Linked DNA regions of Columba livia: region 2 is linked to region 1. A link is a contact called in public Hi-C data. All regions are on one chromosome and are shown on one strand. Each heading gives the region's core, a stretch centred on a gene start, on an enhancer-like site or on the middle of the called end of the contact. The rest is flanking DNA. Distances are from core to core; before and after follow the strand shown.

Evidence for each region. A called contact is a pair of places that touch in the nucleus more often than the background predicts.
Region 2: a contact with region 1 is called in a Hi-C map of crop, with 3 times the contacts expected there. The contact joins the promoter of DHRS7B here to the promoter of FLCN in region 1. A contact is called at or near these places in 2 of 2 Hi-C or Micro-C datasets (crop and liver).

What each region holds. Positions count from the first base shown.
Region 1 is chr15:13,223,162-13,229,277 of bColLiv1.pat.W.v2, reverse strand. It overlaps FLCN (folliculin), which reads right to left and starts at 2,722. Exons shown (of 12, transcript XM_065031355.1): 1 at 972-2,722. It overlaps COPS3 (COP9 signalosome subunit 3), which reads right to left. Exons shown (of 12, transcript XM_065031375.1): 9 at 5,495-5,581; 10 at 5,058-5,171; 11 at 4,447-4,527; 12 at 2,949-4,198. The coding sequence ends at 4,145.
Region 2 is chr15:13,454,270-13,460,385 of bColLiv1.pat.W.v2, reverse strand. It overlaps DHRS7B (dehydrogenase/reductase 7B), which reads right to left and starts at 2,662. Exons shown (of 7, transcript XM_065031373.1): 1 at 2,412-2,662. The coding sequence starts at 2,473. LOC135575516 (a long non-coding RNA gene) reads right to left here. Exons shown (of 2, transcript XR_010466391.1): 2 at 3,853-6,116.

The DNA of each region.
Region 1 (6,116 bases), core at 1,473-3,972:
TGGCAGTCCCCATCTTGCACTTTAATTCCTTAAACTAATTAAAATACAAGATTAGGGCAGATGGAGGCTTCAGTGAAGTATTATCTTTTCCCACTCTATTTATAAAGCAGGTATATCCAGCTGTTCACACAGGTTAATCCAAGGTTAGGAGCTGACAGTTAAGCCTGGTCTAGGCTCTGCAGTACACACCCTCTCTCGGTTAAACGACTCCAGCCTCTCTTCAGGGTGGTGAGGATTATTGCTCTCTAAAAAACTATGATGGAAAGACAAACCCAAGTCCATGCACACTATTAATCTTTCAGGCTTCAAGATAAAGTACTGGATTCTTGCCCTGCTTCCCTTTACATTAGAGTTTTAAATACCATAGTCAGAAAACCAAAAAGTGTTAACACCTGGGAACAGCAGAGATCGTTCGGCTGAGTAAAACCCAAGGAAGAGGAGCTGGCAGCGATAGCACCGCAATGTGCATCTCCGGATCTACGCAGCCACGTGTGGGATTACGGCTCTGAAGAAAACGCTCGGGTGGTCAGTGATACACAAGACTGTTCTAACACAGAGATCAGATCTGGGTAGAAACGTTTGATCCATCTAATCCTGGATCCCATCTCAGAAAAGGACCTGTAGCAGCACTTCCCCAGGAAGACACGCAGTTTGCACAGAGAACAAGTGTTTCTACTCACGGTAGCTCAGGAGAGCTCCGAGAAACCAGGGGCAGAGCTTGGGGAGCTCAGGGCACTGCCACCCACGGCCACAACCAGCAGCCCCTGGCCAGAATCACACGTCCTGAGAAGCAACAAGAACAAAAGACACCCCTCCAACCCCCAAATAAAATAAAAAAAAAACCCACACAAACAAACTAAGGAAAAGAAATACAAAATACCTACTATCTCATTTAAGACAAACTAAGAGGAACGACTCGTTTGTTATCTTTATTTTCCAATGGTACATTTAAACAACTGCTCGGGACTAACCTCCTCAGCCAGTGTGGCCATGCAGAAAACATTTCCTGGGTTACACAGATCGCCTGTAACATGTACAAGGGGCCGCGGCTGCGCCGTAGAACCGACACGGGGAGTTGTGGCAGAGGAGGCGGCTGGAGTTACACGGGAGCGTGTGGAGCAGCGTTGGTGCGACTGTCACTAACCGCGACTCCTCGGTGGCACTAAAATACAATGGGTGGTTGTACACAAAACAGCTTCTAACCATTTCTTCCTAGAAACGTTTTCATACTTGCTAATAATAACTGAACTAGAGACCCCTCCTGTGGCTAAGAAGTGTAGTTGCACGTCTAATGCTACCTTCAGAGCTTCATTTTGTATCTTTGCTAATTAAGGCGCATGAAAATTAGGAGTTAGATATCAAAGCATGCACTCGGTGTTTTGCGAACGCATCCTGTGGCCGCGCACAACAGGAAGAACTGGCCACAGGATCTCCGAGAGTCTAAATTTGGAGGAGCACAGCACGCGGTGTTCTTATATTTGCTCAAAATTCCTTCCCTGCAATAAATACACATTAAAACCAGAAAGCTCAAGTCTTTATCAAAGTGTCTCAGCTGATCACAGCCCATGCAATTAGTTCCAAGACTTGAGGGAGCTACTTCATTAAAAATCTGACTTAATTTCAACAGTATCTCAAGACATGCAGATGCCAGACCATGTGTTTATCGAACCACTACTTAAAAGCCCTTCCCTGAAGCACTTTCGGTGAATGCCTTATCTCAGATTCTACAGGTGGGACCTGACTTTGAATTATTAACAGCAAGCGGAGTTAAACAGCGCAGCGAGGCACATCAGAAAAGGAACATTCGCAGTTCTCCAACTTTAAAAAGCATTCGCCCCTTTACAAAACAGATTTAAGAACGTCATATATCATTTGAAACTATTACATAGCTATTTCTACCACCCTTTTGATGTGTAGTATGGATTTATTTTAGCTACTTTAGAAGAAAAATTTAAAAGAACCCAACCAAATACAAAAATCAAAACAGCCAAAGAACCAGAAACCAACCAAAAAAAAACCAACCAAAAACCCAATGAAATGTAGCTATTCGCCAGCTGTATGTATCAGATTGTAATTGCCCAGACAAAGCCATCCTGCAGCATTTCTGGTTCTTCTCCACCTTCACAAAAGCATGTTGCATCCATTCTTGCCCAGCAAGTGAGCCCGTGGCAAGGAAAGATGAGCCATCTGCATTTCTGTACAGGTGGCAATTTGGGGTTCTCATCTGCAGCACTTTACTGTAGACACCTCGACACGCCAGGTTCCTGTTGGAGCCCACAGCATGACTGATCGACTCCTTTCACACTTCCACAGGATGAGAAAAACTGCATAAGCATGTTCAGCATTGAAATCACTGCAGAATTAACAAATTATGGAGAAAAAAAGAAACAAACAAAAAACTAAACAAAAACCAAAACAAAAGGAAACAAACAAAACACAACCAACCAACAACAAACCACCAAAAACCCCCCAAACCAACCAACCAAACCCCAAAACACCAAGCAACAAGATTGTAAGATCAGGTGTAAAAGTTGCCTTCACATGTGGAAGCCTCTATGATAGGAAGCACAAGTACTCAATGGTGAGCTCCTAGTGCTATGGATTGATGCTGTGTTCAATACTAAATTGCTATTTTATACTTTTTAAAACGCCATTCGCCACCTAGAGAACAACCTGGGGACGTTTCTAGTAGAAAGCAAACAGCTGTCACAGAGGCTCTGCTAGAATGGAGACACCAGTTTTAAACAAAGACCCCGACAGTTCTGTATCAGCACTGGAAGCACAAACGGAAGATTTTCAACCACGGGCGACCTCAATACGTACAAGCTTCACATGGCAAGAGCCAAAAATGCTCAACTCCCACTTAGGCTCCTGAAAAAAAGTGGCAGGTTAGCAGCAGCAAGCAGCTCATAGTCAGGCATTTAAGTAGGAAGCACTGAATGCTGAGCTTCTCGCATTCTGACTTGCTGACAGGTTTATTTATGCCTGGTTGTAGGAGATTTGTACAGACAAAGTGTTTCTAAGGTGTTTGGACAGTGAGAATCTTCAGATACGCGAGAGCTACAAAAAAAATCAAATAGCCCATTGATTTAAGGGGTGAAGCACTTAAACCCAACAACAAAGTTCTTATGTTTAAAGTAGTGAATTGAAAACCAGATAGCATTGAAGCATGTCGTCTCCAAATAAAATCCTGCATATTGAGAGCTGTATAGAATTCTGTGTTCCATATAGAATTATTTTCTCTGGAAACAAAGATCTATAGCATGGTCTTCACTCATTTCCACCACAGAAAAGTATCAGCCTGTTGAATACCTGCATGCCAATTGTATAAGAACGACAATTTAAATTTCTTTTGGTGTGAACAACTTCATATCTAGAATCTTCCAGAACACCAAGATCTTTCAAATATCCGTTCGTTTAGGTCTAATAAGTTTGATCTAAGAGCAAATGTAATTAGAAGATATTTTGTACCAGTAACTTAAAAACATAAATAGCTGTCACATAAGGATTCCCTCTAGTCACTTCTGCTTTTCAGCAAAACTGCCTTACAAGGACTCCTTAATTAGCTCATCCTTTTGGGAAGAACACAGTTCCTATTTCATTTCAGAGAGAGCAGCCAGCAACACTGGCCACATGTAAACTCTAATGTAAAGAAGTTATTTAAACTCCACCCCTCTCCCCCACCACACACATGATAAATCTGCACTTCGAGCCAACTTCAAATACAGAATAATGAACCAGGAATTAATTATCTTGTAAGTGAATCAACACTAGTTTGTATTCTTCCCTGAATAACACTTGTTTTCTTTTCAGAAGAGAAAAAAGGACTGCTACAGAAACACAGCAACATTCAAACCCTTTAAAACAAAAGGTAGATTATTTAATGCATTAACGATGTTAATCTGAAGATAAATAAATCCAAAACAGACTTTTAAGTTTCTTTTGAGATTTCCTTTTTCTTTGCAGAGAATATTTCTGATATTGTACAGTACTGAGAGGGTGTTCTTTTATTTTTTTAATGTCCGGGTGGAAAAGCAAAGCTCAGTTCTTTCTGCTCTCTTCGTGGAACTCCTCAATGCCCTATTCCAGGCGTGATTCTTTCATAAGCTTTTACTTGAAAGCGGAGTGGTGAGCAACATGAATTTCAGGAATAACTGGATGGTTTGGTCCCTGAGTCATCTTCTTGAGAGCCCATACTCTGGAAGAGAGAGAGTTATTTCTTTTCAACAACAGGTTTGAAGGTTTACCTTTGAGCCAGACAGCTCTTTGAAGACAGCTCTCTGAAGTTAACAGGTAGGAAAATAAAGTGCATACGAAATAAACATGCACTTCCTTTTTGTTGATGATGTTTATGCACATGGTATTAATAATATGTAATTATTAACACTGTAAATACAGTGCAATGCATACTGCACTGAATCTCTTACAAGACACTAAATCAATTACCTTCTGCACAAACTGAGGGTTCACAGTGATCTCTTGATCCATGGCTTTCAGTCGTTCATCCAACTCTATACATTTCAGCATCTTAAAAATATATATTAAGTTAATTACTTTGTCCAGCTTGTACATGATCTTCAAGATATTTCACAGCTGTGCTATGTAGAACCAGTAACTTTTGCCATCACAAAAGTTCTACGTCAAAATGTTCTCATCCCTCATCTCCCAAACAAGAGCGTCAGACCATTTTTCATTCCCTTATTTTGATCCATGTCTTCCTAACAATCCTTTTTAATGACACTGATAGAGGGTCCCATGTGGGTCACCCACCCACCAGGCAGGTTATCGATAGCCAGGGAAAGTGATCCTTGAACTCTAAAACCAATCTTTCCAACCCATTCAATGCAAGGAAGATAAAACAGGGAATGCATTGACTGTGACTGACCATCCATCTAAAACCTTTACATACCAGTACTGTGAAAGAGTCAAATAATGATTTATAGTCCTCAATCTCTACATGTATGTTACCTACACTGGCTTCTCCCAGTAGCTCCCTGATTACAGACTAAAGTTCTTCAGTAGGAATGCCAAAAGCAGTTAATAGCTTAAAGATTTACCTCCTGATCAATGTTATGAAGCATCGCTGGATTGTTATATTTTTCAGGATTATCATGGAAACAGACCATACCATCTTTCTGATTAATACTTGCAAAGATTTCACCATCTTCTATCTGAAATGAGATACGGTTTAACGTAAGGTATCACCAAGAACAGAACTTCAGGTAACTACACCACACAGTCTCCTTGTGGAATCATCTTTAACTGGTTTGCTCTTTATTTCCTAACAGCTTCCCATGCCTTATCTGAACAGAGAATACGTTTTAAGGTTTCTTGAGAACAGCCTAAACACCACAGCAGACCGACAGTATTTCCTTCACACTGAAAAAGAACCGTTCTTCAGGTGTTCAGAACATGCACTGCCGATCCAAACACTTGAGTCTTAAATGAGATGAGTTTTTAAATTAGGATAGTTCAGCCAAGTCACAAGTCTTACCATGTGGAGGACATATTTTTCTGCTTCTTGTGGCCCCGACAACTGCACTCGACTTGCCATGTCTTGTAATGACAATGTTAAAAATGTCTGAAATGTAGAAAATATTAAATTGTTAAAACTTGATGCTAAGAAGTTTTGCTATCAAGCCTTCATGGCCTATGCAACCTTACTTTTGGAGTCTGAGGGGAAGAAGCAAGTGGAATATATAGTTATTACTTATAAAAGCACCATGAGAGTGGAGTCAGTTCTTCCTCCAATATTGCACGTGTGTGCACACCAAACTTATGGTGCCATTACTCCATTTCCGCAATTCCTTTTTACCCCAGACACAGTCCTGACCAAGTCCAACCTCTTCCCTCACCTTTCTACATGAATAAGGTGACTGTCCAGCCCTTGAAGCTCCTTCAGGAGATGTGTATTGCATTACTTCTCAGCTTAGTTCTACTACATCACTGGAACTTGCAAAAAAACACCTTTCCCCTGATTAAGGATTAATCTGATCTCTCAGCTGAAGGAGCGCATCACTCTGCTGCTGCTTTTCCTTTTACTTCACGCTTCCAAAATCTTTTGCACTCACTCACTCTTCTCTGATAACGTGCAAAGTTCAGGCTCCCTGTTTTTC
Region 2 (6,116 bases), core at 1,413-3,912, 230 kb before region 1:
AAGGAGACTCCACAACCCCCCTGGGCAGCCTGGGCCAGGCTCTGCCACCCTCACCGGGAAGAAGTTTCTTCTCAAATTTAAGTGGAACCTCCTGTGTTCCAGTTTGCACCCATTACCCCTTGTCCTGTCATTGGTTGTCACCGAGAAGAGCCTGGCTCCATCCTCCTGACACTCCCCCTTTCCATATTGATCCCCAGGAATGAGTCCCCCCTCAGTCTCCTCTTGTCCAGCTCCAGAGCCCCAGCTCCCTCAGCCTTTCCTCACACAGGAGATGCTCCATTCCCTTCAGCATCTTGGTGGCTGCGCTGGACTCTCTCCAGCAGTTCCCTGTCCTGCTGGAACTGAGGGGCCACAACTGGACACAATATTCCAGGTGTGGTCTCCCCAGGGCAGAGCAGAGGGGCAGGAGAACCTCTCTGACCTACTGACCACCCCCTTCTAACCCACCCCAGGTACCATTGGCTTCCTGGCCACAAGGGCCCAGTGCTGGCTCATGGTCACCCTGCTGTCCAACATGGGTAACGTAAGCAAATACAGGTGATTGGAAACTTTTTGAAAGGTACACCATAAAATAAATCTCATATATCCAGTTGAAAAAAAACCCAAACCTTTCCCCTTAAAACAAAATCTGGATGTTATCAAAGCCAGGATGATTTCTGAAGAAACAAGGATCTTAGTTAATAAGGTCAAGAGTGCACTAAAGGCAGCAAAGATCAAGTCCTAAAAGAAACTAAAACTGTGACAGTTACAACACCTAAACAACACCTAAACAACACCTCCTTCAGCTTCAGCCACCGAGAATCACATTGTCCTTTACGTGACAAATGGCAGCAACTGGGAGGCTATTTTCAGAAATCAAAAGGTGCCATTAAAAGGTGGGGGGATAAGAGGAAAGAAAAAAATATCCGTCTTTTCTAAGGAAACCCGTGTGCAGAAGCACAGCAGCTCTAAGCTCGATTAGGTACCGACTTTAGTGTGAAGAAAGCACAATGTCCTACCTTTGGAAAGAACTGACTTGCCAGTGACTCTGAGCTGGTGTCTCCCTCTGGTCTTTTAACGGGACAGACCTGACTTAAATTTGGAAGTGGCAGCGATCCGAGCAAACGCGCTGTGTCCAATGTCAGCGCAGCCAGGAGCTGCTGCTAAAAACAAACCTTGGGAATACAGCCTGTGACCTTTGAAATGCGGGGGGAATTTAACCCCCAGGTTAAAGAGAAAGGTGAATTCAAAACGATACAAAACTTACAGTGACCCTGTGATTATTTTTAGTATTAAATGAATAATTTATACTGTTGAATCCAGAGCATCTATCAAGTCCAACACTAGTATTTCCACACTCCAGATAGAAAAAAAATAAAAGGCAACTTGTGAATCAGATGCAATTCTCTATTATTCTAATTCGTTTTGGGGCATACTCTGGTAACATGGTAATGAAAAGGAAACAGACTTTTCTTTTCTTTAGTAGGATTCTTGAGAACTTTGAGCACAACCGAACAGAGAGATGAGGTTCTCCTCACACTGTATCAAAACACGGTATTTACTATGGAAATGGGCATTCCCCCCAGCAGACCAAATTCACTTGTAAGCCACGTTTGACAGGGAGAAAAGGGAGCATCACTTGTGTTTTATAGCAGCTAAATCGTTTTACTGGCTCAACTGCTTTGGAAAGAAACTGAAATCAAACAGAGGCAACTAAGCTAGAGAAAGGTAATCTAGCATTGGCTGTTAAATCGGTGAATTAATATGAGCCAATGGGACATCTGCTGACAATTTCTCTGATGCACAAGATCCCTGTAATTTAAACTTAAAAAAAACCCTCAAAATCCAATGAGAAAAAACATTGGTTACACTGATTCAAACAACTGAGTTGCTGAAATGCCACTGTGCACTTTCATCATCAGGTTTCATTACACACTTTATGCGCATAAAGTAACGTAAACAATACCCCAAAACCAGACTAGGCTGGAGAAATAATCTCCTAACTTCCTGACGCTTTTATTCAGCTACGGGCTCCACTTCCAACCCTCCCACTCGAAAATCCTCGATTGGTGTCTGGGACGCAAAGAAAGGTGAATCCAAGTGGCACAATTAGGAAATTAACACATTTGCTGTGCCAGAGGAAGCACTTTGCAGACATTGACCAAATAAAGAATAACTTAAAACACAGTGAGGAAACGAAAGTTGACTTCATGTCTCTCCCCGCCTTGATTTATAGATAAACGCGTATTTAAGAGACCAGAGCCCAGGGGCGCTCTCCCCCTCCCGCATTTCGCACACTCCGGCCCTCAGGGCCCGCAGCCCCGGCCCCCCCCGCGGGTTCCCCAGGGAGATGGGCGGCGGGTGGGCTGAGCCCGCAGGGTCACAGGGGGACCGGGAAAGGCCGGGGACGCGGAGAGGCCGCCGGGCCCTACCTGCCTGCCGCCGTCACCATGGCCGCCGCCGGAAGTGCGGCGTGCGCATGCGCCTGAGGCATTGCCAGGACAGGGGAGGGCTTTGCGCAGGGCGTCCAATGGCAGACGGCCCCTCCTCGATCTAAACCAGAAGTGGCGCAGCCGGCGGGCGGTTGCGTTCCCGCCGGTCCGTCCGCAGGTGCCGCCCGTGCGGGGAGCGGCGGCCCCGGGGCTGCGGTTCCGCCGGGAATCTGCGGCCTGGCCCACCCTGAGCAGCGCTGAGGCCGAGGGTTGTCACCTGAGCCGGGACTCCAGCCCTTCGAACGGGTATCGCTTCTCGTGGCTCCGTCCCGGGCCGACCGAGGGGCCGGGGGGAGGGAGGGCCGGCCATGGGGGGCGGGATTTGGGGTGGGCGCAGACAGACACCTCCAGCCGAGGCTCATTTTCACCATCAGAGCCAAGACACAGAAACGTGGCTGTTCTGAAGCGGTTGTGCTGGGCAGGGTGTATCTGTGGCCTGTTTTACGGGAACCTGCCGTAATTCCCAGTTAACGTGTGGACTGGGTGATCTTAGAGGGCTTTTCCAACCAAAATGGTTCTATCCTCCAAACTGGGTCTCTGGTGAGCTCGGAAGATTTCCCGCTCGCGATGGTCGTCCTTGTGTGTGCACGTTGTTGGTTACACTGACCTAAATTCAGTTGTTTTCTTTGATATCTCCACATAAAGTTGAAGATGGAGAAGCCGCGCGTCGGGACTGTGAGGAACAATGGGTGAATTCCTGTAAAAGGAGAAAAAGAGGCATTTCCACAGGGTCCCTTTCGAAGTCGTGATGAGGGCAAATCTCATTTCTCAGGTTTTAATTGAGCTGTTTGCCGTGGTTTGAAAACATGTTGGTTTGTCTGTGATAAAACGGGGCCTGAATGTGCTACAGGTTCCATGGCTTTAAATCTGCTCTATGAGGTAATGTCTCTGATATGGGGAATAGAGCATTTCCAAGGCCCCAGCGATCCCAAAGTCCAAATGGACGTAGTGGCTGAAGGAGCTTTTGCCCTGAAGAAGCAAAGGGCGTGTGGCTTCATCCCAGCACCGGGAGCTTTTCCACCTGTTTGTTTTGATGTGCGTGAGCAAAAAATACATCTACAGAGGGAGTTGGAAATACTCTACTGTTATCCAGACACAAAGGTGGTTAATCCCAGATGTCTTTTCCCTGTGAACAGCAGCAAGATCTTGCATGGCTGTTTAAAAGACAGTTTTATCACAAGTTTTTCTGATAACAGTTTTCTGCTCCTCTCCTCTAATAGGAAAAACACTGAAATGGATTCACAGCTTCAGTGTTTGTCGTCAGTAAGCGATCAATAGTTAAGGAAAAAGGAGAAAAGAATTCAAAATCTTCCTAAAAAGAATCACATTCTGAAAGGTCTCACGGTAATGCCCTTTTTTTGGCTGCAGAACCACTATGAAATGAAAGAATCATTAATTTTATTTACACAAATGAAACTGAAAAATAAAACCCAGATCAGGTAGTTTATGTCATGGTGACCTTACTGGAAGCCAGTTCAGTCTTCTGAAAATCAGAGCTGGAAAAAGCCAGTTCAGACCATTTTCCCCACCAAAGCAGGGCAGGGTGAGCTGTAACCTGGTGCGTTCTCTTTCTTACAAGGCAACGGTTGCCCACGAGCTCTGTCCAAGCTCCTGTGGTTATTTCCCTGCTATCTGCCAGCCTGTTTATTTTAACAGGGAATAGTCTGTCACCAGACTGGCAAAGTCGATTGAAACCACTTGCCCTGCAGAGAACTGTGAGCAGCAAATCACAGAGCAAAGGGTTAGGCTGGAGTTGCAATTAGAGGAGGAAATTAATCGAACTGAGGCTTGTCTTTGTTGCTTTGATCGGGAATCTATTTTCTTAGGTTAACCCAGTGTAATTAGCAACAAATTCAGCGTCAATTTAAACCTGCTGATTCACACATTGCACATTGGAGGGCAGTTGGGTGGCTGAGTTATGACAACGTGCCTTTGTTCACAGGAACATTGCAGGGGAGTCTGTCTTAAATCGAGGACTTTTGTTTTGGAGACGATACTGGTAAATGTTGATCCAGTCTTCTAAAACTCCGCCTGTTGTTTTTATTAGCGCTCAGCCTCATTCATTCTCACTGTGTCAAGACAGAACTGCAAAGGGCTGGAATCCTTTTAGCATTTTAACACTTCCTTGACAAACATCCTGCTGTTCTATCGCCGAAGTGTGAGAGCTCTTCTTTGGGGGGACAAAAACCATCTCCAGACTCAAGGAACTATTTGCACTTGTGTTTGGTGACATCTGCTTTAGTGCAAGCATCACTGAATGCACATCTACAGCCTTTTAACCCTGTTCTCTAAGGCAACAATTTTGTGCTCTACTTCTTCCAGGCTCTTACTTGTCACCTTTTTTTTCAAGGAGTATAAGATGGAGCTTCTGTCTTAGGAAAAGCTTTGGTTGCTTACCCTGAGAGCAACGATCTGTGCAGAAATCCCCACAGAGTAACAAAAACCTTCCCCTGGGAAAAACATCCTTGAACTAGTGTGAACTGAAAGCTCCCAATTTCACTGTGCCTTTGGCTGGAAAATGTAAATGTTCAAAGGGCTGGGGCATGATTAAAGAATTTCTTGTCTCAGCCTTTGATATCAAAGTGCAGACTCTCCTCCTCCCCTCCCTGCTCTCATAGGTTGGGTTTATAGGGGTGAATGAAAACAGACTAGGGAGTTAGGGGAAGAAACAGAGACCTAAGGTAGAAAATAGAGGAAAAAAGGGCTTCTTGAGGCCTTTTCTGTTCTTTGCCCCTGCAGCTCTGTGCGGATCAGTCGTCTGTGTCCCTTCTAGGCAGTGCAACCAAGAAGATGGTCTTGATTTTTGCAGCAATTCTCGTTCTGGTTGGAACTGGGCTCTGATGGACATCAAACTCCTTTTGGAGAACTTGTGCTGGACACCTGGTCACTCGTCTCTCCGCTCTTTGGGAGAATTTTGCTGTAGGTTCAGGTCACAGGCTTTTGCATCACCCAAGTATTTTTTTATTGTTTGAGATAGATTCTGTGAGGTTTGGTTCCTGTTGTTTATAATTAGTTTTCTCCAGCCTCTGCACTGCAGCATTTCCAAGCTCGGTATGAAAACAGTGTAGACGTAGTGAGACTGCATTTCTGATCTATGATCGTGCTGCAAATCCCCGATCTTCGCAGCTAACGCAAAAGCCAGGGAAAAGGGAGCAATATCCTCTCTCTTCCTTCAAATAAAAATCCTCAAAACATCCACCACACAACCATTTAATGAGCTGAACGCCTCCGGGGGACACAGCGATGTTCTGTCACACACGGAAATAGAGACGTGGCGAAGCTGAGGTACCATTTCCATTGCCTTAATTGTTGAGCGGACAGTTCAGGCCCAGTGTATAGAAATATCTCCTAAGTGCAGCTTTGCTGATCTCAGGATATCCAGCCCTGTCTCTCCCTGCTGCCTTCTCTCTTTGTTTCACAGTGGTAAAAGCAGGTAAGGTCTGAGTGCTGGGCCCCTGAGAGCTACAGGGCAGCAGGCACCTATGCAGGGAAGTGTATAGCTGACCCCTCTCCTGCTTTTTGGTGGGTTAGGAAAGAGTTAAATGACACCAGAGGGAGAGGCTGTGCTATTGTTCAGGCATCCCTGGGTCCAGGCTGGCCGATCTCTATTCCCGGATCTGCCTCTGGCTTCCTGCATGGCCTTGG